Linked DNA regions of Mus musculus: all the other regions are linked to region 3. A link is a contact called in public Hi-C and HiChIP or PLAC-seq data. All regions are on one chromosome and are shown on one strand. Each heading gives the region's core, a stretch centred on a gene start, on an enhancer-like site or on the middle of the called end of the contact. The rest is flanking DNA. Distances are from core to core; before and after follow the strand shown. Region 1 overlaps Glul (glutamate-ammonia ligase (glutamine synthetase)). Region 2 has its middle 28 kb from the start of Gm30327. Region 3 overlaps Gm46165 (a long non-coding RNA gene).

Evidence for each region. A called contact is a pair of places that touch in the nucleus more often than the background predicts. HiChIP or PLAC-seq counts read pairs in DNA pulled down with a chosen protein or histone mark.
Region 1: a contact with region 3 is called in an H3K27ac HiChIP or PLAC-seq map of microglia, with 5 times the contacts expected there. The contact joins two enhancer-like sites. A contact is called at or near these places in 8 of 39 promoter capture datasets (the C10 cell line, the HPC-7 cell line, cranial neural crest and 5 more), 2 of 15 datasets of contacts at CTCF or cohesin (the G1E-ER4 cell line and embryonic stem cells), 28 of 484 Hi-C or Micro-C datasets (B cells, CD4 single positive thymocytes, bladder smooth muscle and 19 more), 48 of 115 datasets of contacts at active chromatin or transcription factors (the 230-238 cell line, the NIH/3T3 cell line, SST interneurons and 28 more) and 3 of 9 other capture datasets (adipose tissue, liver and pancreatic islet).
Region 2: a contact with region 3 is called in a Hi-C map of uterus. The contact joins two enhancer-like sites. A contact is called at or near these places in 1 of 15 datasets of contacts at CTCF or cohesin (CD8 T cells), 8 of 484 Hi-C or Micro-C datasets (Sertoli cells, forebrain, muscle stem cells and 3 more) and 4 of 115 datasets of contacts at active chromatin or transcription factors (astrocytes, embryonic stem cells and extraembryonic endoderm stem cells).

Annotation. Positions count from the first base shown.
Region 1 is chr1:153,907,899-153,911,853 of GRCm38.p6, forward strand. It overlaps Glul (glutamate-ammonia ligase (glutamine synthetase)), which reads left to right. Exons shown (of 7, transcript NM_008131.4): 7 at 1-1,825. The coding sequence ends at 284. Among named protein-coding and RNA genes, the nearest start is that of Glul, 9.9 kb to the left of the region's middle. Within about 2 kb of position 2,668, at least 44 of the 459 cell types and tissues checked have an H3K27ac peak or open chromatin away from gene starts, as enhancers often do. A contact at or near this core is called in adipose tissue, colon epithelium, cortical glia and 1 more, where this site is marked.
Region 2 is chr1:153,960,828-153,965,120 of GRCm38.p6, forward strand. No RefSeq gene overlaps it. Among named protein-coding and RNA genes, the nearest start is that of Gm30327, 28 kb to the right of the region's middle. Within about 2 kb of position 2,409, at least 54 of the 459 cell types and tissues checked have an H3K27ac peak or open chromatin away from gene starts, as enhancers often do. A contact at or near this core is called in uterus, where this site is marked.
Region 3 is chr1:154,110,700-154,115,045 of GRCm38.p6, forward strand. Gm46165 (a long non-coding RNA gene) reads left to right here. Exons shown (of 4, transcript XR_001779496.2): 3 at 1,593-1,637; 4 at 2,180-2,210. LOC108167736 (a long non-coding RNA gene) reads right to left here. Exons shown (of 4, transcript NR_168298.1): 2 at 1,497-1,630. Among named protein-coding and RNA genes, the nearest start is that of Gm46165, 49 kb to the left of the region's middle. Within about 2 kb of position 1,997, at least 44 of the 459 cell types and tissues checked have an H3K27ac peak or open chromatin away from gene starts, as enhancers often do. A contact at or near this core is called in adipose tissue, colon epithelium, cortical glia and 2 more, where this site is marked.

The DNA.
Region 1 (3,955 bases), core at 1,418-3,917, 200 kb before region 3:
GGCACCAGTACCACATTCGCGCCTACGATCCCAAGGGGGGCCTGGACAACGCCCGGCGTCTGACTGGATTCCACGAAACCTCCAACATCAACGACTTTTCTGCCGGTGTTGCCAACCGCGGTGCCAGTATCCGCATTCCCCGGACTGTCGGCCAGGAGAAGAAGGGCTACTTTGAAGACCGTCGGCCTTCTGCCAATTGTGACCCCTATGCGGTGACAGAAGCCATCGTCCGCACGTGTCTCCTCAACGAAACAGGCGACGAACCCTTCCAATACAAGAACTAAGTGGACTAGACTTCCAGTGATCCCTCTCCCAGCTCTTCCCTTTCCCAGTTGTCCCCACTGTAACTCAAAAGGATGGAATACCAAGGTCTTTTTATTCCTCGTGCCCAGTTAATCTTGCTTTTGTTGGTCAGAATAGAGGGGTCAGGTTCTTAATCTCTACACACCAACCCTTTCTTTCCTATCTAGCTTTCTAGTAGGGAGCGGGAGGGGGGAGGGGAAGGGTAACCCACTGCTTCATCTCATCGGGTATGCATGTCCGGTAGGCATAGCTGTCACAAAGCGGGTGTACTTATGGTGAAAGAGGACATTTTTTTTTTCTTCAGGATAGTTGAAAGGGCAGGCCCAACGGCTGAGATTGACATTTCCACTGTTGGTAGAGAGCTGTTATTTCTAAAGGGGAAACCAGCTTTCTGTTCCAAATGGAAGTTAGGTGAGGAGTTGAAGGTTGGTTTCTTGCGCTGTGCTTCCTTGGCTTGGGGGAGGGGGCATCCGTCCCCCTCTGTGTGAACACAGCTCACCGCGTCACCTGATGGATGGCCCTACTGTGAAGGAAGAAAAAAGTTGGCATTTCTTGGTCCTCCGTTCATAACACAAAGCAGAGTAGTATTTTTATATTTAAATGTTAAAAACAAAAAAGTTATATATATATGGATGTGTGGATGTATGTCTTTCTAATTGAGAGAACCATCCTATTCACTGGGTGCCAAGTTTGAGTGATGAGGGGCTTGGCTTAGAAGTGAGGCTCCCTTGAGGTAGGGGTGAGGATGCAGTACCGGGAAAGTTGGTTATCTTGGGGTCTCAGCTTCATTACTGCTTAGGGTTTCCCTGCCCACTCTGCAGGAGCAGATGTTGGACAGGTAGCCAGTGGGATGCCACTGCTTGCCACCACCTGTCCCCAGGCTTAGGTTTAGGGGATGCGTATACTTACTCCACACACGAGTTAGAAGTATGAGTTGGCTGGTCAACTTGAACACTGTTACTGATGGGTGGGTGGGTGGGGGTTTACTGGGGTTATTTTTTTGGTGGGATTAGCATGTCACTAAAGCGGGCCTTTTGATATATTAAGTTTTTTAAAAGCAAAACAAGTTTAGATTTTAATCAGATTTGTAGGGTTTCTAACTTTACAGAATTGCCTGTTTGTTTCAATGTCTCCCTCCACTTGGCTCTTAGGGGAATTAAGGACAGGCCTAGAGTTAAAACACTTGTCTCCTAGTGTCACCTCTGCCAGCAGACTGTTACTTTCCTTCTGAAAAAGCCAATAGTCTTTTTTTTTTTCTTTTATAGTAAACACACCCCCACCTCCATCCCAGCCTGTTGCCCTTCAGTTTTCTGGTTGTTTGTGTCGGCAGCGGGCCAACTGTGGTTTCTCTCTTGCCATGATGACTTCTAATTGCCATGTATAGTATGTTCGGTTAGATAACTCACTGTAAACAGACTGTAACTGCCAGGCAGCGCTTATAAATCAACCTAACATTTATAAGATTTCCTCTGACTTGTTTCTTTGTGGTTCCCAAAAAAAAAAAAAAAACCTCAAAAATTAAGTGCTATTTCATTCCTTCTTTCTCTATCAAAAGAAAGGGAAGGGGGGTGGTTCTTGTTTACGGACAAAATGTGCTTATCTGTACTTATGCTTTTAAGATGAAGTCACGTTGACGAGATATTTTGAGACGGGGTCCTAGTGTCCGGCCTTTAACTTGAAAGTTCTTGCTCCAGAGTAGGCAATTCCCAGTTTCATGTTAGGTCTTACATTTTGAAAGCAGTGTTGTCTAACAGTTCAGACTCAAGGATCATGCTATCAAGTGACACAAAATAAGACACAGATACTTTAAGGTCTTGCGTTGGGCCTGGCCACTTTCACGGCTGCCCTCAGCTCTGGGTGACTAGGCTGCTAGAATTTCCTGGCAAATGGGAACCTCTGTTTCACTTCCGGTGCCAGGGCTTGGTTTATCGAACACTGACAGTCCTGGCTTATCAGGATATTTAATACAGCGTGGTACAGTGTATTAGCTGCCCCTGTTCTTGAGTTCTTCCTCGGTCCAGCTGCTGGGAGCTATCTACACAGTAGGTTTGCTCGCCTATTGAAGCCGCTGAAGGCCGTTACACTTGGGGCATTGGCTTGTCCTAGATTTTAATTAACCAAACACTAGGTTCCGTGGAGTTCTCTGTTTTATCCTGGTTTTCCCTGAGTTGTCCAGCCTAGGTTCTCAGGCTTCAGGACAACCAAGACATTTGTGGACCACTGAACCTGGGTTCCAAACCTCCATGTTTACACTTCATGCTCAGCTCCCTAGAATTTCCAGTTTGGGACTCATCCCGGGCTGGGCTTGAAGTCTTGATCTGGATCCTACATTGTGCCACCAAGCCTGGCTGAGTCCTTACTGTGTCCTGTTGCTGTTTAAGCATTTTCCTCACTAAGCTAAAAGAGGCGCTTCCTCTTTCACGGTGCTTCTGTGCATATGCCCAGATAGTAGAAAGTAGCTATCCAGAGCATATACTAGCTCCGCTGTTGCTGGTTTGTGATGGTATCTCTGCGTATCCCTGGCTGGCCTGAATCTTCAAGATCTGCCAGGTTCTGCCTCCCAAGTCCCCCACTGTTGCTGTTGTGGGCAACAGTAATTTAGTAGAGACTGTTGGAACAGATCTTAAAGTGACAGTTTTCTCCAAGCGAGCATTCTCTTATAAAGTAAATATAAACCTAGTAGCTTATAAACCTGCTAGTCTGGCGTGATTGCCCTCCTACTGTAGAGATGGCTCATCAGTTAAAAAGCACTTGCTGCTCTTTCGAGGACCCTAGCTCAAACAGCATGAAACAAACCACTTGTAACTCCAGTTCCAGGGGAGCTGGTGCCCATCTGGCTTTCTTGAGAGTTGGGCATGCAAACGACACCTATACATACATGCCAGCATTGCACTCAACATACACACACAGAGATTTTTTTTTAAGTGCCCTCTTCTACTCTCAGAATCTTCCTAGTCTTCATGTTAAAATAAATATTTGTCCACCTTTTCCCTCCCAGTGGCTGTTTCCCTGGGTCATCCACAGGACCTGAGTCCTTTTCATTGTTTTGTAGCCGATTGCAGCCAGTTCTCTTCTCAAGGTTACTTGAAAAGAAATCCTAACTTAATAGGATCAGGATTCCAGGTGGGAAGTATTTCCTTCTCCACCCTGGAACCTAGAATTACATCTGCTCTCCCGGTCAGAGTTCAATCCCCTTACATTTCTAAGGTTTTTGTTTTTTTTTTTAATTGCTCATTTAACAGACCCAGTTACTTGATAACTGTATCAGTGATAGATTAAACAGAATGAGGGGCTATATTAAACAATATTTGCCAAACTTTCAGCCTTAAAGAGACGGATGTGGGCTCTGGCTCAATGGAGTAACGCCCTGGGGTGTGTGAGGTCCCAGTTGTCTCAGTATACTCTTTAAACTCGACTTCCCAAAGCGGGAGTTTAGCTGTTAGATGCTTGCCTAGCAAGCAGAAAGCTATGTAAATCAGGTATAAGGTGGTGCATGTCTGTACTCTCAGCCCATCCAAAAGTTCATTTCAAAGTTGTTTTCCACTACGTAGCCAGTTTGAGGCCAGCCTGGGCTACCTCAGACTCTCTCTCTCTCTCTCTCTCTCTCTCTCTTAGAGATTTGTGTACTTTTTTGTATATGAGTACACATCCT
Region 2 (4,293 bases), core at 1,159-3,658, 150 kb before region 3:
TAAGTTATTTTAGCAGGCTTAGGAAATAGAATAGAAATGAAATACATATGGTCCTCACTGCACTCACATTCTAGTGAGAGAAACAAATAAACAAACAAGCAAGCATCAGGCTAACCCTCTGTGGCCCACTGAAAGGAAGAACAGGTTGAGAACTACTGGTTATTGGGATCTGGAAAGATAGTTCAGTGGTTAAGAGTATTGACTGCTCTTCCAGAGGACCTGTGTTGGATTCCCAGTACCAACATGGAGGTTCACAACAATCTGATCTCCAGTTTTAGGGGATACGATACCTTCTTCTGGCATCCACAGGCACCAGGCATGCATGTGGTGCACAGATATACAGGAAGATACAACATCCATATACAAAAAAAGAAAAATAAATAAATCTTAAAAAAAATAACAACAGCAAAACCAACCAATTGTGTGCGCGCACGAGCACACACACACACACACACACCCTACTGATTGTTGGTGTTGTAACACATCTGTAATCCCAGCTGGAGGGGTACACAGTGAGTTTTAGGCCAGCTTGAGCTACATAGTGAGAACTTCCCTTTGATTACATTTTATTTTTCAGTTTATTATGTGTATAGCCTCTACACCTGTGGCTATGTCATGTTGAGAGTGTGGAGGTCAGAGGGCAACGGATGGAGTCAATTCTCTTCTTCTACCATGTGGGTTCTGGGACTTGAACTCAGGTCATCAGGCTTGGTAGAAGGTGCTCTGACCCCCTGAGCTATCCAGTTGGCCCAGTGAGACTCTTTCAGAGACACAAAAATAAGTGAATGAATGACTACCTACATACGTAAAGAAAGAAGTGGCCATCTAACTAGACTAGACTCTGCAGAGCTCTCTCTGGGTTTTCCTCTCCTAGGTGTGTCATCTTCTCCAAAAGAGATATCAAGAATGTTATTTGCACCGGGTGTTTTGTGCATGCCTTTAATCCCAGCTCTCAGAAGGTAGAGACAGTCCGGATCTCTGTGAAGTCAAGACCTGCCTGGTCTACAGAAAGAGTTCACTGTGTGTTCTTGACCTGTCCAAAAAAAAACAAAAACAAAAACAAAAACAAACCAAAAAACAAAAAACAAAAACAAAAACAAAAAAAACCTAGAGTTCTATGTAAGTCAAAGTCCCGCCTCCTCCTTCTTCCTTTCGAACCTTAACAGGGTTCTAAACTCTACTGAGTGGAGGAAACTCTCTCCTTTCTAGCTCCCAGTGATAGGATAATACCAGCTCCCTAGAAACAAAAAGCTAAGCCGTCTGGCCAAATGTGCTTTCTTTCCCACGACAGAGTCTCCTTGCAAGTCACAGCTCTTTCTTGTTTAAAACCCTGCATCCTGAGAGGTCTAGAAAGGCACGGTGTAAAGCTGGCGACCTTTTAAGATTTGTAAATCTCCATTAGGATATTGCTCAGGGTTTTATCTGAGACCCGGCTTTTGTTTGTCGCCCAGTGGACTTTCCTACATGCATATCTGTTGCTTAAAAAATGCAAGCAATTTACACAATCCCTGGCTCCAGATCCTACACTTGAGAACAAGGCGGCATTGTGCAAGCAGAGCTCTCTCTAGCTTTGAATTCGTTGTGTCCTAGATTTACTTATGGAAGTAGGCAGTACAAAGAAGGGATGACTTGTTAAAATTTTTACAATTCAATAACAAAGCTGACATTCAAATCTATAACTGATTTCTGGGTCATTGCTCTCCAGGCACCAGATTAGATATGGTGTGTTCACGAAGTACTAGCAGGATGCCTTCAGCTGACTGGAGCTTTCTGTTGCTAATTCCAGGGAGGGTCACATCCGCACTGTTAAGGCCAGTTGTAATTTAGAGAAAAACATGCTGTTCAATTGAATAAGAAGATATAGTAATGGTTTGAAGAGGAAAACTCAAATAAATGAAATGTTAGAATTTTTTTTTTAAACTTCAGGTCATAGGTATCATTTGGAGAGAGAATCATGTAACAGTCGATAATAATTAAAAAGCAATTATCCAGGTGTGGTGGTGCACGCCTTTAATCTCAGCCTTCAGGAGGCAGAATGAGGCAATCTCTGTGAGTCTGAGGCCTGGCTGGTCTACACAGCGAGTTCCAAGCCAAATGGGAGCACCTTGTCTCAAAATAACTAGCTAATTAACTAAACAAAAAATGACAACAAAAAAGAACTAAAATTTCTGGTGGCCAGATATGGTGCTGTATGCCCTAAGTGACAATCAAGTCTTTTTTTTTTTTTTTTTGGTTTTTCGAGACAGGGTTTCTCTATATAGCCCTGGCTGTCCTGGAACTCACTCTGTAGACCAGGCTGGCCTCGAACTCAGAAATCTGCCTGCCTCTGCCTCTCAAGTGCTGGGATTAAAGCTGTGTGCCACCACACCTGGTGACGATTGAGTCTTATTGGTTGTTCAAGGGAACTCAAAATTGGTTCACAGGAAGCTGTTGGCTCCTCTTTTGCACAACCTGTCACCCTACCTTCACTGGTCCCTGCGTTCTTATCTTGGCTTGGTGGAGGAGGTGATATCCCTCCCCCGAGAATCCCCTTGGGGTGGTCTTCAGGTCATAGTGTTCTAATGTTAGAAATGAATCCGTGGTGGAGGTCTCCCTAGACAACATGCCTCTGGCACTTCCCCAGCAATCGCCTGGGAAATGCCAGAGAAGGGAAAGACCTGAACCAGAAAAAGTCAGCCTTGCTTCCCAGGGAGTTGTTAAATAGTTATGGGATTCCAGGCCCAGGATTTATGCCCACTGCTGAGTTGTTTTTGTGGTCCCTACTCAAATACACTATTGGTCTGTGTCTTTCCATCTTCTGAGCCTGGGGAATGCTGGGCCCGTGCCTAGGCAGAGGTCAGCTGGCACTTGGAAAGACTGAGCAGGAGGCTTCTTTTCTTCATAGTTAATATGATCTCGTCACTTCAGGGACTTAAACTCAGGTCTATTAAGCCCCAGATTCAATTCTTCTGGAAAATATCATCTGTCTAGGGCTCTTCTTTCTGGGCAGTAAAAGTACTACCAATTCTGTTTTAGTGTAATTGCTAGCAGCTGGCTGCTATTCCTTCTTGTCCTAGACCACAAGGGCCAAGCAAGGGTTGGGGTCAGGCCTTCACCACCACATAAAGCACTCATCTTGTAGGCTCTGCTCTTGCTTCAGCCCACCCCGGGCACACACATGACAGATCTGTCCCTCCCTCTTTAAAGACACGGTTGGAATGCTTCTGTGAATTTTCATCTACAGTCTAGCCATTGTATCAAGTGCGCACTAAAGCTCAACATTTGCCTAGAGGAAACAAGGAAGTGCTGTTGGGGCTCCTTTAAGAACTTGTTTATGTCTCTAGCTGGCCGGCTGCCTTCTGTTGTTCCAGCCATGTTTATGACACAGGCTCACCCTTCTGCTCCTTGTTTTGAAGGCCTTGCTGGGGGACACTCACACTGAGAGTCAGTGTCTCAGCCTTTTCCCAGTCGTCGTCGGGGACAAATGTGTATGTTAGTTTGGGCCGCGGTGCCTGCTTAGTCCTGCCAGTGTTTTGAGCCAGGCCACCTTCTCAGCACAGCACGTCTTTGGCCCAAATGTACCAGAACATTTTCCTCAGGAATGTGAACCTGAGTTCTTGCAGATTTCAGGAGTGCATAATTACAAACAGAAAAAGAGAGAAAGAAAGAAAGAAAGGAAGAAAGAAAGAAAGAAAGAAAGAAAGAAAGAAAGAAAGAAAGAAAGAAAGAAAGAAAGAAAGAAAGAAAGAAAGAAAGAAAGGGCAGCAACTGCCTTGAAACACAGGAGACAAATTCTTGAGGAAGACCAGGAAAGCTAGTTGTCTGTCGAAAGCCCCAAGGACAGCAGAACAACCACTTAGGTCTAGACAGAGAGAAGATGGTTGGACACTCCATGCTTGGGCTGTCATCAAAGCTGGTGTCTTTGATTCCCTCCTCTCTCTGCTTTTCTTTATTCCTCTCTACCAATCTTCCAGGAAGTCTGGTTGGTAGTCCCTCCTCCTGCCAAGAAGTCTGGTTGGTAGTCTCCTTCCCAGCATGCCCTTTTGTTCTTTTTTTTCTTTCTGCTCTTGCTATGGCAACTATAGCCAAGTCTCTGCCATGGTTCACCTAACCACCTAGAACACCTTCTCCAACTAAGTTCAGTGTGTATGTTTTTAAGCATTGAAACAGGACTTCTTGTAGCTTAGAGTAGATTCAAACTCATCATGTAGTTAAGGATGACCTTGAACTTTTGATCCTCCAGCCTTCACCCTCCAAGGGCTAGCATGCTCTTGCTAACATGAGACATTGCTGGGTAGAGCTTTGCTGCCCACA
Region 3 (4,346 bases), core at 747-3,246:
ACCTCCCTCTTTTTATCATCATTGTCTCTAAAACCCAGGCCCACAGACCTTTCCTCGTTAAGGTTCCTTTTGAAATTGTTTGAAGAGGAAAAATCTTTTGAAAGCTGTGGAGACTTACACAGAATCAGAAGGAAGTTGTACTCTAATAACAATAACAGTAATCACAATCTTCAACACAATCTCTGGCTTCTGGAGCCCCTCACTGAAGCCACAGCACCATGACCTAGGCTTCACTGCCCATCCCAGCTGCCTGCAGACATGCACACATGTGCTCAGTCTTATTTCTTTGCAGCATCTCCCCCAAGGCTCTCTACAGCCAACTTTACATCTCCCAAACTTCCCCTAGCAACTAGAGAATTTCTAGAAGGAAGTAGAAGTGAAAAGGGAATGAGATCAAATATAAAGATTTCCCCAGGTCTGAGTTGTCGTAGGTGTTCAGCAAAATTACTTTGGGTTTGATATAACTTATTTTTAAATGCTTTAAGACACTGTTACTATAAATAATGTCCCCCACCCATTTGGTAATGTTTATTCTCCTGATCTTTTATATTAAACACTTGAGAAGTGATTCTTTAAGTGCTAGTGAAAAAAAGGCAAATCAGACACAATCTTGGCATAAGGAATTTATAGTAAAAAAAAAAAAAAACAAACAAACCCAAAAAACAAAAAACCTTCCAACATTTATTCATGCTTGCCTGGGTGACCTATTATGTGTTAATTTAGGGTTTTATTGTTGCTTGTTTGTTTTGTTTCTATAGTATATAGGTCTAGGAGGAGATGAGATTTTTGGTATAAGAAGGGAGGCAGGAGAGGTGATAGCATTCATTAGTGGAGGGGACAGAGGAAGGAAGGGAGGAAGGGAGGGAGTGGGGCAGGGAGCTCTTCCAAGCCTGAGGGCTGGGGGCACAGGGAAGAGTGTGGTGTGGCTTCATTCCAGATGCTGGACGATTGGCTGCCTCCCTACCCACCATACTGTTATAACCCCCATGTTCAAAACTCCCTGGCTTGGCTTCTGAGTTTCCAGATAGGTTTGACCCAATAGACATTTCAAAGAGCAGAATAATCCACCCTGTCCCCTGCTCTGCACCCACAGGTCTTGGCAAGAGCTAAGGCAGGGTCTCAATAATTCCCACAGACGCAGAGAAGCTTGGGAAGCAGGGTCCAGGCATTGATGAGCATGTCTGAACTCAGTCTCCAGCCTATAATTAGTAGTATAATCCTAAGTCACATGACCTTGGAGTCTCAGTTGTTCTCAGCCTGATGAAGACAGAGGACCCAAGTTACTGTGTTATTATCAGAATTAGATACATTATTGTCATATAGCAAATTATTCATGCTGAGCAGGGGGTAGCGGGCATGAACCCCCAGAACCCAGCAAAACATGCCCTTTAATTACTCAAGCATTTACCCAAACCCAAATATCAAAAAAAGAAAATGTTGCTCATTACCACTAATACATCGCTATAAACTCATCAGAATAACCAGTACCAAATCACCTTGAGCATAGGGGTCCTTAGAAGATGGAGAAACAGCATCTCTGGTTTTGTAAGCCAGCTGCAACTGTGATATGATGAATTTGTGTTTCTTTGTAGGCACCAGTGGAGATCTCAGCACATCCCAGGATCGAGTTCTGGAGGGTATGTATGAAAAGGGGAGACTGTTAGCAAAAGCCACGTTCATCCCTGGGATGAAGAGTTAATTTTTAGTAACCGACATACTACAGGGGAGAAATGGTTCTTTGTTCTGTTTTGTTTTATTGTTCTGACTATACTGTACTGAGTCGAAATTTTAAACCCACAAGTGCTCTTAACTCTAATGCTCTGACTACTAATTACTATTGTAGCAAATACTCAGAGAGCCAAGTGCCAGGCACTGACCTAAGTGTTCCCATTTGACTCATTCAGTCATCAAAACAATGCTGAGAGCTGTGACATTCCTAGCTGTATTTCACAAACAAGGAACCAGGACATGCAGAAGCTGAAAAACCAGCCTTTAGGCAAACAGCTAACTAAGGAAAAGAGCTGGCTCTCAGACAGAGCCATTGGCTCCTGTGGACAACCCGCCCTTATTAGACATCACTCCTCCCGTCCATTTGAACTTAGAACACAGAGTCAAATTTTCCTGTCTTCATGGAAAGAGTATGAAGTTTTCTTTTTCTCATTAAACAACTTATTTGCAGGGACCAGATGACTCGGTGGTTAAGAGCACTGACTGCTCTTCCAGAAGACACACGTTAATTTTCCAGCAACCACATGGCAGCTCACATGGCTGTAACTCAAGTCCCAGGGGATCCAACACCCTCTTCTGGCCCAACGTGAATGAGGTACACAGACATACACATAGGCAAAACAGTCATATGCATTATAAATAAACTTTAAAAAATTATGGAATGTTTTGTCCTAGTTTTATTTCAAAGTTTCTATTTCTGGACAAAACATCATGACCAAGAAGCAAGTTGGCGAGGAAGGGGTTTATTCAGCTTACACTTCCACACTGCTGTTATCACCAAAGGATGTCAGGACTGGAACTCAAGCAGGTCAGAAAGCAGGAGCTGATGCAGAGGCCATGGAGGGATATTCCTGACTGGCTTGCTTCCCCTGGCTTGCTCAGTTTGCTTTCTTATAGAACCCAAGACTACCAGCCCAGAGATGGTCCCACCCACAAAGGGGCCTTTCCCCCTTGATCACTAATTGAAAAAATGCCCTACAGCTGGATCTCATGGAGGCACTTCCCCAACTAAAGCTCCTTTCACTGTAATAACTCCCGCCTGTGTCAAGTTGACATACAAAACCGGCCAGTACAGGTTAGATCAAACAATATAGAGATCTATGACTGACAGCTTGCTAAGTACCACAGAGCTGAAACAACTGTGCTCTTGGTTCGTGAGCTTGGCTTTGCCTGGCAAAGCCTAAGTAGAAAGTTATACAAAGGCCATTGGTCAAAGCAGCAGAAAATTAAAAGATGAGACAATGGCCCATTGGAGGGCCAGGAGAGGGGCACTCTGAAGGCAGGGATGTATGAAAGAGACAAGTTAGGGGGTGTTCTGGCATCCCACGAGCTGCTTGATGCTCATGGTTCCTCTGCATTCCACCGTTAGGTCAGCCCCACGCCGGTCAATGCCATTTCCTCCACCTCAGCAGCTTAGTCTCACACTCAACTTGCAGAAATCACGTCTGATCACCTCACGTGTGTTTCGCACAGAAGTGTTTCTTCCCTGGTTCTTCTCAGAGCTGTCATTATATCTGCAGCCCTGTAGCCCGTGGCTTCCTAGAATCTAGACAACTCAGCTTAGAAGAATGGGGGCACCAGAACACATGTTTTTGAGTGTGGTACCTAAGGTACTAACACGTAAATATCTACACACAAGAGGGGTTGGGAAACCCAATGGTCAGCAGCAGTAAAAGTTAAAGGGAACACAGACCCAGCTCTTCTGCTCCCAAGTTCAGAATCTGCCCCAAATTCTGTATTTTCTCCAAAGTTATCACAAAGGATTATGAAGAATTATGCCAATACTTGCCCTGGGCTATCTGGGCAAGGTAGGTTAATTGCAAAAAGTTCAACCAGGCTTGTTCAACCAGTTGCCCTCAGGCTGCATATGTCTCAATGTAGCTGTGACTGTGGCCTGTCACATTCATAGACTACAATGTCATGTCACACTGACAGAAGATTTGGCAACCCCAGATTAGTCCAAACTCAAAATAAGTGTTGGAATCCTAGGCAGCTATATCATGGCAGATGCCTGTGTCTGCTGCTCAGCCAGACAGACGTCCACTGCATAACTGCTGTGTCCCAAAGTCATCAACGGCTTGTCAGAACAGCCAGCATAAAAGTCTAAGCACTTTTTCTATCCTTCTTTCTGTCTCTCCCTCCTGAATTCTCAGGAGGACACCCGTAGCACCCAGTGAGCTCTGTCCAGGTGTAGACATTGGCTACAATTCTATTACAGGACCCACATCCTGAAGAGCCAGCCTCTAAGAACACCGAAGGAGCACTCTCTGCCTAAAAGAACAGTTCTTGCTTGCTGAGCTCTGCACTGGCACAGAACCTCAGGGGAGGCCTGTTAGCTAGCTCATGGGCCTGAGTTTTTCATTCACTGAACATGGCTGCTGTGACGTCATTTCCAAGTCCCCTTAGGATGACAATCGTGATTTCTTTTTTCCTTTGTTAACACAAGATATGAAGTATGGGTCTTGGGACCCTTTTTTGGCAGGAAGATTTTTTTTCCATTTTTTATTAGGTATTTAGCTCATTTACATTTCCAATGCTATACCAAAAGTCCCCCATACCCACCCACCCCCACTCCCCTGTCCACCCACTCCCCCTTTTTGGCCCTGGTGTTCCCCTGT